Regions from separate parts of the Mus musculus genome. Here region 2 is linked to region 1. Evidence: chromatin contacts called from public Hi-C data. All regions are on one chromosome and are shown on one strand. Each heading gives the region's core, a stretch centred on a gene start, on an enhancer-like site or on the middle of the called end of the contact. The rest is flanking DNA. Distances are from core to core; before and after follow the strand shown.

What was found. A called contact is a pair of places that touch in the nucleus more often than the background predicts.
Region 2: a contact with region 1 is called in a Hi-C map of myocytes, with 4 times the contacts expected there. The contact joins two enhancer-like sites. A contact is called at or near these places in 4 of 484 Hi-C or Micro-C datasets (the AML12 cell line, the HL-1 cell line, myocytes and 1 more) and 1 of 115 datasets of contacts at active chromatin or transcription factors (acute myeloid leukemia).

The regions. Positions count from the first base shown.
Region 1 is chr1:82,107,382-82,112,689 of GRCm38.p6, forward strand. No RefSeq gene overlaps it. Among named protein-coding and RNA genes, the nearest start is that of Mir6344, 22 kb to the right of the region's middle. Within about 2 kb of position 3,065, at least 12 of the 459 cell types and tissues checked have an H3K27ac peak or open chromatin away from gene starts, as enhancers often do. A contact at or near this core is called in myocytes, where this site is marked.
Region 2 is chr1:82,196,257-82,201,564 of GRCm38.p6, forward strand. No RefSeq gene overlaps it. Among named protein-coding and RNA genes, the nearest start is that of Mir6344, 67 kb to the left of the region's middle. Within about 2 kb of position 3,870, at least 67 of the 459 cell types and tissues checked have an H3K27ac peak or open chromatin away from gene starts, as enhancers often do. A contact at or near this core is called in myocytes, where this site is marked.

The sequences.
Region 1 (5,308 bases), core at 1,815-4,314:
ATGACATACCACTCTGACTCGAAGGATGACTGACACAGGCATAAATCCAGAAAAATCAGCAAGTCTCCGCCAACAACCAACATTCCCATTGAAATATCACCCCAACTGGACTCTTTCTGTGGCCTCCAGAAGGCAAGCCAGGCCATTTACTTCCATCTGTTTCTGTTCATCCAACTTAGCACTTACTTAAATGGTGTGCTCTTCAGTAGAGGTAGAGATTCTCTTCTGAAAACATAGAAGGTAACAAGTTTTGTTTCAAAGATGAAGGGATTCTCTATCTCCTTCTCTTTCATCAAATATTTTTCTTCATGTCCTTTGTTTAAAATTTAAAACCTCCTCATTGTCGCATACACACCTTTTATTATAGAAAATTTCCCCCAATGAATCAAACATTTCTGTTCTCTGGAGTCTAGGGGAGAGTCTTATATTTTTTTAAAGTATTGTAATTAGATTTTATTTGTGGGGAGCACATGCACGCCACAACACTTGAATAGAGGTCAGAAGCAAGCCTACAGGAATCAGTTCTCTCCATCCTGTGGTTGGTTCCTGGGGCTCAAACTTAGATTATCTGACTAGGCAGCAGACATTGCTACCTGCAGAGCCATCTCACTGAGCCAAATTTATTATGTTTAGAGCTAGGCTAAGTTTATCCAGGACCCACTCAGGGGGGAGGACTGTAAAACCAGCAGCAAAGAATGCCCACATCCATTCATGTTGGTGACCAAATGCTGACTGAGCAGACAGAAGGAATAGCTGGCAGATTGGCCAATAGAAAGCTCCCACTCCAGTGTGACCCAGAACTCCTGCCTTACACATCTCCTCCAGACATCTCAGGCTCATCGTACATGTGACTATCAGCGAGTCTCCACCATCAACCAACATTCCCATTGAAACTATCACCTCAACTGGACTTTCTCCGTGGCCTCCAGAAGGCAGGCTAGGCCATGGATAGTGGTACAAAACGAAGTTGTTGTCCTTTTTCATATTTGATTCTCATACTTAGCTCTTGCTGTGGGCACATTAATGCTTTAGGGAAGTCAATCTCAAACAAGAAAACACTTTAGCCTGTAGACTTTTAAATGCCAACCATCTTTTAAAGTTGAAGAATGATGATCCAGAAGCCATAAACTCGTTTGAATATAGTTGGAGAAAAAAGCTAATTAAAAAAAGCTTCCTCACCGGGAGAGAGAGGAACTCATGTTTCCATGTGTTTGATTTCAAGGCTCAATATCTGTCAAGCATCCCATTTGTGATAGTAGGTTTGGCAGGAACCTACTCAATTGTCCTTTTAGTGATTAATCTTATAGTGGAAATAAAAGCAACACACACAAGCCACACTGTACCTGTTTCTTAACTGAGCGATACCTTTACATCTTTCAACTCTATGGCAATTATACTATGGACTCAGTCGATACAGACAGCCAGAACAAATATGTCAGCCACAACTGATTTTATATGAACTAGTAAGTATTTAATGTATTAGTAAGTATTTAATTTCGCTGCTCATTGGCATAAATCCTACAGACAATTGACTTCTTTCTGCCTTTCCCCCTTTGTGTGTAGAAGCAACTTGAAACAGTAGCCAAGAGAAAAATGTACAGTAAGTATGATTTGGTTAAATAGCATTTACTTTGGAGAGCATTAAAGACCCAAGCTTGGCTATGGTGTTTTCCACACTACCATTGAACATATTTATCATGCATGTCTCCTCTAGTCCAGAAGTCTGTGATATTTAAAACCTTGGAATCCGTTGTCCCTGGTACTGGAATGTTCTGTGAGTGTTCATTTGTCAGCCTTTCCTTCTTTGATGTGTGACTGTTTCTTATATGCAATCATTCTTTCAGACACAAGCAAGTGGTTGCAGAATTAGGACAAATTCATGGGATCAAAACTGCCTGAAAACACACAGAAGGGTCTGATCGTGTTCCAGGAACTAGTAACCATGTAGAAACTCAATACCATGTGTTTTACCAGTCTATATTTAACGTACAGAGGTGCAAAGAATTTAAACAGCAAACTTGGATGCTAATCCATGGGTATTATTTTCAGACTGCCTAAAGGATCATTTAACTTCAAATTATCCCAAATTCTCATGATCATAAGCACCGCCACCAATGATGTTAACATCATTTATAATCCCTGAGGATCTGAAAAGTACTTTCCCACGAGCTACAAAACCACGTGGAGGAGCAGAGAAGATGGATAAGTGGGTAGAGTACTTGCCACATAAGTGTGAGGACCAGAGTTCAGATCCTCAGCAAATATGTAAATGTCAGGTGGCCATAGTGGCCACTTACAATCCCAGCATTCAGAAGTCAAAGATGGAAGATCTTCAAAGAAAGGGGACAAGTTAAAATAATTGGCAGGTCCTGGGTTCAAGCAAGAGACTCTGCCTCAGCATACAATGTGGAGAATGTTCAGGGAAGATATCTGACGTTGACCGCTGGCCTACATATACATGCATACCACATGTGACATGGAACGGAAATGATCTTTTCCCTGTAATTTTCAGGGTAGGTAGCTAGGACCAAGCTGGATAAAACACTTGGCTTGTAGGTACCAAAAAGAAATGAAATTAGAACCAAGATCAGAGAGCAGGAAGAGCCAGCATGTTTTATAATATAAGAAGACCATATTTAATAAAAAAAAAATAAAGGTAAAATAGCAACAGTAGTCATGCTGACATTTTCAGCATAGCTGGGAAAGACTAAAATAGCATATGTGCAGCATTTGGAAATAGCAGTTCATAGAAGATGAGGTCCAGTTGGAAATATGAGTAGAGATTTTTCTATCTAAAAAAAGACCTGAGGCTCATCATCTATTGACCTACTGGTCCTCTCAGTTTTCATTAGCTGCAGAGGGGCCAGCTACCTGAACTTACCAATCAGCATCTCTTAGCTGGACAGGCAAGATGGATGTCTTCATTTTAGAATGTCTTCAGCTCTTGTATTTATGGTCCCTGCAATGTGCGCAGCTCTTTCAGTTTTATAAAACACTGCTATACAAAACATTGTACTGTATTCCTACAAAAATCTTATGAATGTGCCAGAGTGGGCAACTGTCCAGCCCTCAGAAATGCCATGTCATACACCAATGCACTAGAGAGTTGGAAAACCACAGAGATGCTATTATAGTTTGACTCTCTGGTATCAAGTCTATGGGATCCTTCCCACTAATATTATTTCCTGTATAACAACATGTCTAACTTTAGCATGTCAATAGATTGCATCTCTTTGAGTGATACCATGAAACAAAATGCTTGTATGAAAGACATCACTGTCTATATTGAAACAAACTTATCACACAGATATATTCTTTCTTAAATTCAGTATACGTTGTCCTTTTTTTTTTTTTTTTTTTTTTTCATTTTCTCAATACTAAGAATTGAACTTAGGGCCTCATGAATGCCACCAGGCATGCTCTCTGTCACAGACCTATTGCCTTAGGTCTTTCAGTGGACATTGATAAAAAGCCAAGCTAGCAGCCCATTTCTTAAATGATTTAGGGTTATACCTTCAGATGGGAAAATGTTACAGTAGCAGTAAAATCCTGTTAAAAGAAAGTATTTCTTCCTGGTCAAGAGAATGTGATCTCTTTTGTAGGTACAGATGTGACATTCCAGTTGGGTGGGTCAATAACCAGGTTAAGAAACTGCCTTCTCATGAAGGTAAATTCACTTGAGGTTGACCTAAAGAGATAGGAGGACTATTTATCCCTTTAATGTGGTAATGTATGTTTCCTTCCCAGAATTCCTGGCTCATAGTTTGGTCACTGCAGAGGCACAGTGACATTCTGTTGAATCCACCGACCTTGCTGAGTCCTGGCTGAAAAGCATCTTTTTTTTTTTCTTTTTTTCCTTCACATCTGCCTTTCTTTTACTTGCTGATCAGAGCCTAAGGATTCTTTTTCTGGCACTTAAAGTTTCCTTAGGTTTTCTCTTGAACCCACCCCTAAGCCCTCTCCACTCCCTTTTGCCAAACAGCTGTTTCTGAGTCCTATAGCTGTAGTTGACCTCCATGCCAACTCAGATGGCATGTTTTTCTCTCTCCTTCTTCTCTAATCTCCCTCCTCTAGACAGCTGCTGATTTTTACAGCTTGTCTGTCCTGGGATTTTTCCTTTAAACGCTAATAAAATTGTCCTCCAGCTTCAAAAATGTAAAAATGGTATTATTAGAAACAAAAGATCACGTTCAAAAAAACCTTGTAATCCAAACCAATCTGAAAAGTCTATGCACTGTATTATTTTACCTGCTATATGATATCCTATCTAGAAAATGCAAAACTAAAGTTGGTGCTTATCAGGGTTTAGAGGGATGGAGGGGCAAATAGAACATAGAGGGTTTTCATGGCAGTGAAACATTCTGGATGATACTGTTATGGCTTAATAAAAAAAACCTACAAGATGTATCAAAGCAAGAGAAAGCCCTAAGATAAAAGCTGAGCTTTGAGTAATAATACATAATTATACATGTACCCATGCAACTTTGAAATTGACATAGTAAGTTTACTTCTAGTAACAGATACTGCTGGTGGGAAAGCTGAAGAGAGATATCAGAAGCTGCGTAAGAAATCTCTGTTCTTTCCCTTCAGTTTCCCTGGGAATTATTTACTGCCCTAAAAAATCCAGCCTGCTCTTAGGTTATATCTAAATAATTTATATAAAGCCTATTTATTGAAAGAGAGGGATAAATGGAAGATGAAGATTGTACCAATAAAGGGATACCTGGATGGTACCTGGGAGGGAAGAAAAGTCTGGTGATAAAATGTAATCAACACATTTGAAAGAAATGAATGCAGACTGCTAAGACCATGGTAGCACCTAGCTTTATGCTTGAATGCTTCAGACATTTTTAATGACTTTTTGGAACAACCAAGTACAGGAGTATGTGCAGTCTCTTAGTAGCATATGCTTAGGAAAAACAAAAAATGAGAAGACAACATGATCCTCCTCCCTCCACATTCCTTTTCACTGAGATATTAAAAAAAAATTCACAGAACCATTTCTTTCATTTAAATAACCTTGTCTTCTAAGAAGCAAATAGATATCCTTGGAGAATAGTATTCTCATTCCTGAGTCAGGCTTCCACGCAGTAACACATGCATCTGGGCTGTTCTGGGAAGCAGTTTCTCATAGAGAAGAATCTGATGCTACTGAGACACGAAGCAGATCAAAGAGGAGAAGCCAGCTGAGAACACCAAGATAAATGCCAGGCACTTCCTAATCTTACCCAGACTGGTCCCGCCTGGTGGTCCCCAAGTGTCTCCTTGGTGGTCCATCAATGGGTGTCTTGAGGAATTTGTGTTTATA
Region 2 (5,308 bases), core at 2,620-5,119, 90 kb after region 1:
GTTTTATTCAAGACAGGGTTTCTCTGTGTAGTCTTGGCTGTCCTGGAACTCACTCTGTAGACCAAGCTGGACTCGAACCCAGAGATCTTCTGTTTCTGCCTCCTACATGTTGGGATTAAAGACATGTGTCACAACCATCTGTTTCTGAGAATGAATTTTTATCTTCCATTTTGGATCCTTCATCATCATAAAAGTGTACATCAACAGTGTTTAGAAATGGTTGGCTTAGAGACTGTGGACATAGCTCAGTAGGGAAACATGCTTGGGGCATGAGCAAGAAGACCTGAGTTTGGATTCCCAGGACTCACATAAAAAGCTGGCTATGGTCCCATGCTTACCTGACATCCTAGCACTGGGGGTGAAAACAGGTAGCAGCCATAACTCACTGAGCAGCAGTTTAGCCAATTCATGTGCTCTGGGTCCAGGGAGAGACTCCATCTCAAAAGATATAATTGAGAATAATGGTGCAGACACACATGGTCAACCTCTAGTCTCCACACACACATGCATATGTTCATGTTCACACATACATTATGCTATGGTTTAAAAATCTCGAGGAAAGCCATGCACCAGTGGTGCACACCTTGAATCCCAGCACTTGGGAGGCACAGACAGGCAGATCTCTGACTTCAAGACCAGCCTGGTCTACAGATTGAGTTCCAGGAAAGCCAATACTACACAGAGAAACCCTGTCTTGCAAGCAAACAAACAAACAACAAAAATAATCAAAATCCTTTGGGACAACATCCAGCACAAAGTAATCCATTATCCTTTTTCCTGAATTTCTCTGATTTTCTCCATCAGTGACAGTGTGCTTTTATGTGTGCTCTGATACGTGAGAGCCACGAGAATTTGACCCAGAAATGAAAACGAAAATTAGGTAACATGTGTAAATGAATTGGGAAGAATATATATCACATTTATTATCATGATAAGGAAAGTATACACTTAATACTTGATAAACTTTCCATTTGGGAAGTCATACCTCCTTTAGGTATCTGTCTGTACTTATGGACCTAGATCATTCTCCATCTGAACAATTTGCTATTTTAAAACCAAGATGTGCCACGAGTGGTTTAAATATAAGCAGCCCCAAACATCCTTTATTTATTTCTGATCTTGCCTTTTAATTAAAATTTAATATATGCATTGGGTAAATGCCTTAACCGTTGTTTCAGGCCAATTAGGATTAGAGAATGAATTGGGTGATGTCATTACCTGTTAACCTCTTGAAAGGACCGTAATCTCTAATAAAAGAGAGAAAAGACAGGGGCTTCAGAAATAGCTCAGTGGCTGAGAGCAAGTACTGTTCTTACAGAAGACCTGAGTTCAGTTCCCAGCACCCACATCAGGAAGCTCTCAACCTCCTATAACTACCCTTCTAGGGGTCTAATACCTCTGGCCTTGGATGGCACTTGCGCTCACATGCACACTCCCCACACATACACCTAATTAAATAGAAAATAACCCCTTTTTCTTTTAAAGAGGGAAACAAACATGGAGAAAAATAAACAAGCTCACTTGTCTGGACTCCAGTTACTAAGCCATTACTGTGTTGTTTTTGTTTTCAACAGAGTAGTGGCAATGGAGATTATGTTGGTCTTTCTACTCTACTGTTAACAAAACACAGCACAGTGAGGACTTTAAACAAAACATGTACATTCATTCTCCCAATGTTTTGGAGGCCAGGAATAAGATGTAAAGATGTTGGAGTACCTGCCTTCTCACTCTGCACTCTCATGGAAAAAGAATAGGGAGAAGGAGAGAAATTTAAGAAGGTGGGAAAGACAGAGGAGTAAAGAGAGACCAAAAAGAAGTCTTAATAAACAGAGACATTCTGGTATCTCTTTGTATACTCGTAAGGCCACTAATCCCAGCATGAAAACCCAACCCTCACACCACCAGGGGAACCTACTGGTTTCCCAGACAACTTTCTGCAAACATTCCATGGGTAGATCTAGGGTCTAAACACATTTTGGGAGGGTGAACACAATTTAGTTCTAAGTGTCAGTTAAATAATCAAATAAAACCATAGATATCTGAACCCATCACAGAAAGCAGATCTCTAGATTGTTTTGCTTTCAGTTCATGTGCATACGTGTGTGCCTGTGCATGTGGGGGTGGGGGAGGGCAGGGAGAGTAGACAAGAACCCAGAGCCTTTCCTTTGCTAGGTATATTAGTCAAGATTCTTCACAGGAATACAATGAATACAAGGAACTGATACAATGAATTGATACTAAAAGAGAACTATTAGACTGACTGACTTGCTAAGATTGGCAATTTCTTTCTCATACCACAGAGCCCCAGAACCCTGTATGCTCAGTCTACAAGACTATGTGTCTTCATAGTCTCAATCTGGTGCCATGAGCCTGAAATGTTCTTGAAGAGCTATTGATCTACAGTCCATGTTTGAAGTTCAAAGAAGTTAATTCTAATGTCAGTAAAAGAATTATCATCATAATCGGAATCACCATTATCAGCGGCAGCAGCAACAGAGTAGATGAATTCATCAACAAGTGGGAAGGCCAGCTGAGCAAATGGTAGCTTTCCTTCTTCATGTCCTTTCATCTGAACTGCAACCAGAGCATTCTACCTACATTTAGGGTAGGTCCCCCACATCGATTGATGCAATGAAGACAATCCCCCACAAACATGCTCAGGGGCCAACCCAGTGAACACACTCTTTCAATAAGACTCTCTCTCTCTCTCTAGGTGATTCAATGTCTTGTGAAGCTGACAACTAAAAGCTAACCATCAAGGTAGGCAGTCATTCTACCATTGGTACATACCAGCCCTGGAGATCTTAACTGAACAGATGAGAAATGAGAGAAATGGGGCATTATAGCCCAGGAACCTTCATTTAACAAATGAGAAAATGCAGAAATGGGAGCTGAAGAGTTAGAAGAGCTGTTTGCTCTTGCAAGGGACAGGAGTTCAGAACCCAGCACTGATACTACAACTTACAACTATCTGTATCCAATGCCCTCTTCTGGCCTTAAGGGCACAGGAACACAAATAGTGCATATACATGTAGGCAAGCACTCATACACGAAAAATAAACTTAAGCTAATCTTTTATAAAAGACAGAAATAGACATTAGTTTTCTTTGTTATGTGTGCCAATCTGTGTGTACGTGTGTGTGTGTGTGTGTCTGGGTCTGGGTCTGGGTGTGTCTGTGTGTGTAAGACAGGAAAAAAAAAAAAAACCTTGGACGTCATTTGTCAGCACTGTTCATCTTGCTTTCTTTCAGTCAGGCCCCTCATTCGCCTGGAACTTATAAAGTAGACTAGACTGGCTAGTCTGTGAGCCTAGTGGATCTACCTGCTTCAACAAGGGGACTCCACATCATGCCCTGCCTGATTTCTAAATGTGAGTTCTAAATTTCAAACGCAGGTCTTATGCCTACAAATCAAGGACTTTAGCAACTGAGCTACTTCCCCCACCCCGGGCCGGGGGTAAGTTGTTGTGAACCACCTGGATGCTTTAGCCAGCTATTACCACACACCAACATAAGGCTTCATCTTCTTGTTGTTTGAGCCTTTCTTACTTTGCTGTCCCGGTTTCCTTTATTTCAATAACAATTTGGCTCAGCTTGCTAAAAATACCCTTTTGTGCACTGTTGGTATTTTGTTTTGTTTTGTTTTTCTTTTTGGTTTCATTGTTACTCTGAACCCTAATTTTTGTGGTGAGACCAGAAAAGGCTGGTGCACTGGTAGCAAGCACATTTGTTTGAGGCTGGTGTGGCATTATGCAAACCTAGCTGTGAGGCCACAGCTCTGATGATTTCTGCAGTCCCGTTCCTTAATCACACACTCCTCTGGAATTTATTTCTGCCCAGGCAGAATCTGGGTATTAAATGCTTTGAGTTGCTATTCTTAGAGAGCCTCTATTTTTAGCAACAAACTGTCTCTCTGAGGTGCATACAGCTGCTCATTCACACTAAAGCCTTTTCCACAAAGCTCACATTCTCCTCCCTTCTTTTTGAGGCCCAAAAGGCCTCTGAGGAAAAACAAACAACATGGGTTATATTTAGTTTCCTATTCCACTATCATGAAGCTCTAAATCTAGAGGAAGTTATAAATATACTACAAGGAAACCGTTTCTCTCTCTCTCTCTCTCTCTCTCTCTCTCTCTCTCTCTCTCTCTTTCTCTCTCTCTCTTTCAATAGTACTATAACTCCACACTGAACTGTGGCAAAAGAAAAAGAAAAAGGGAAAAAGAAAAAAGAAGACGAGGGAGAGAGAGAGAGAGAGAGAGAGAGAGAGAGAGAGAGAGAGAAAGTAGAAAGCTACTCATATTAAAGAAGTCACATGAATTAGACCTTTAGAAGACACTGTCCTAATGAGGAACCAATAACACTAAGAAATGCTTAAGACAGATCAAAAGCGTTTTTAATATTCATAGAAAGTGGAAGGAATGTCAAAAATAACAAATACCACAAGCTGAACGGCTCTTGTGTTATATGTTTACTCTCTGAGAACATGCACTGAAGCAAACTGGAAGACGTAAGGGGATACCTTTTCCGCATCCCACAAACTGCAGGGCGGGCAGGCGCATTCCCAGCAGTGCTGCCAGATGAACCTTCCCCTGTTATCTCAAGGGCTTCCTCTTTTACTAACACAGAAGCCCAGAAAGTCTTCAGTGTGCTTGGAACTCCCAGCCCATGAAAAACCCAGTACCTGCTGCCAGCCAGTTGCCCTGAGACCAATTCTCTCTCCCTCCTGACCAACTGTAACTCATTTTCAAAACCTCTCTGGTGGGAGCGCCAGTAACCCATCCAACCCTTCCTCGGCGCCTCTTCTCATCTGTCTCAAAAGGATCCAGAGTCTTGACACACATCTCTTGGTCTGTACCTGCTTCTCCAGTTAGCTTGAGGAGTATTACAGCGGGGCGGGCGGGGGAGGGTGGGGTAAGACAGGGGGTGCTCTGCTAGGTGGACAACTTTTTGTGGATCTCCAGGCTTTTTTTTTTTCTGTTTTGAGGGGAGTGGACACACATCTTAAGGGGTTGAGTACCTTCTACACTTCCATTTTGCCATCTGAAAAATTTGTCGAAACGAATAGTATAAGTCATTTATGTAAATACCCAAGCCACGATCCTACTCGTGGGAACAGCGGCTCTATGAATGGACATAATTTTTCTTATTCACTAGCCTGAATTCCCCTTTCAAGGCTCATCATGAGCTCTGACATCTTCCTTTCTTCTTTCCACCACCCTCACTCATTGGTCCCTACCCACCCCCGCACCCCATCCCGCCTATAAATTCTTCTTCTCTTTGTTCCATTCAAAATCAAAACATAATGATTC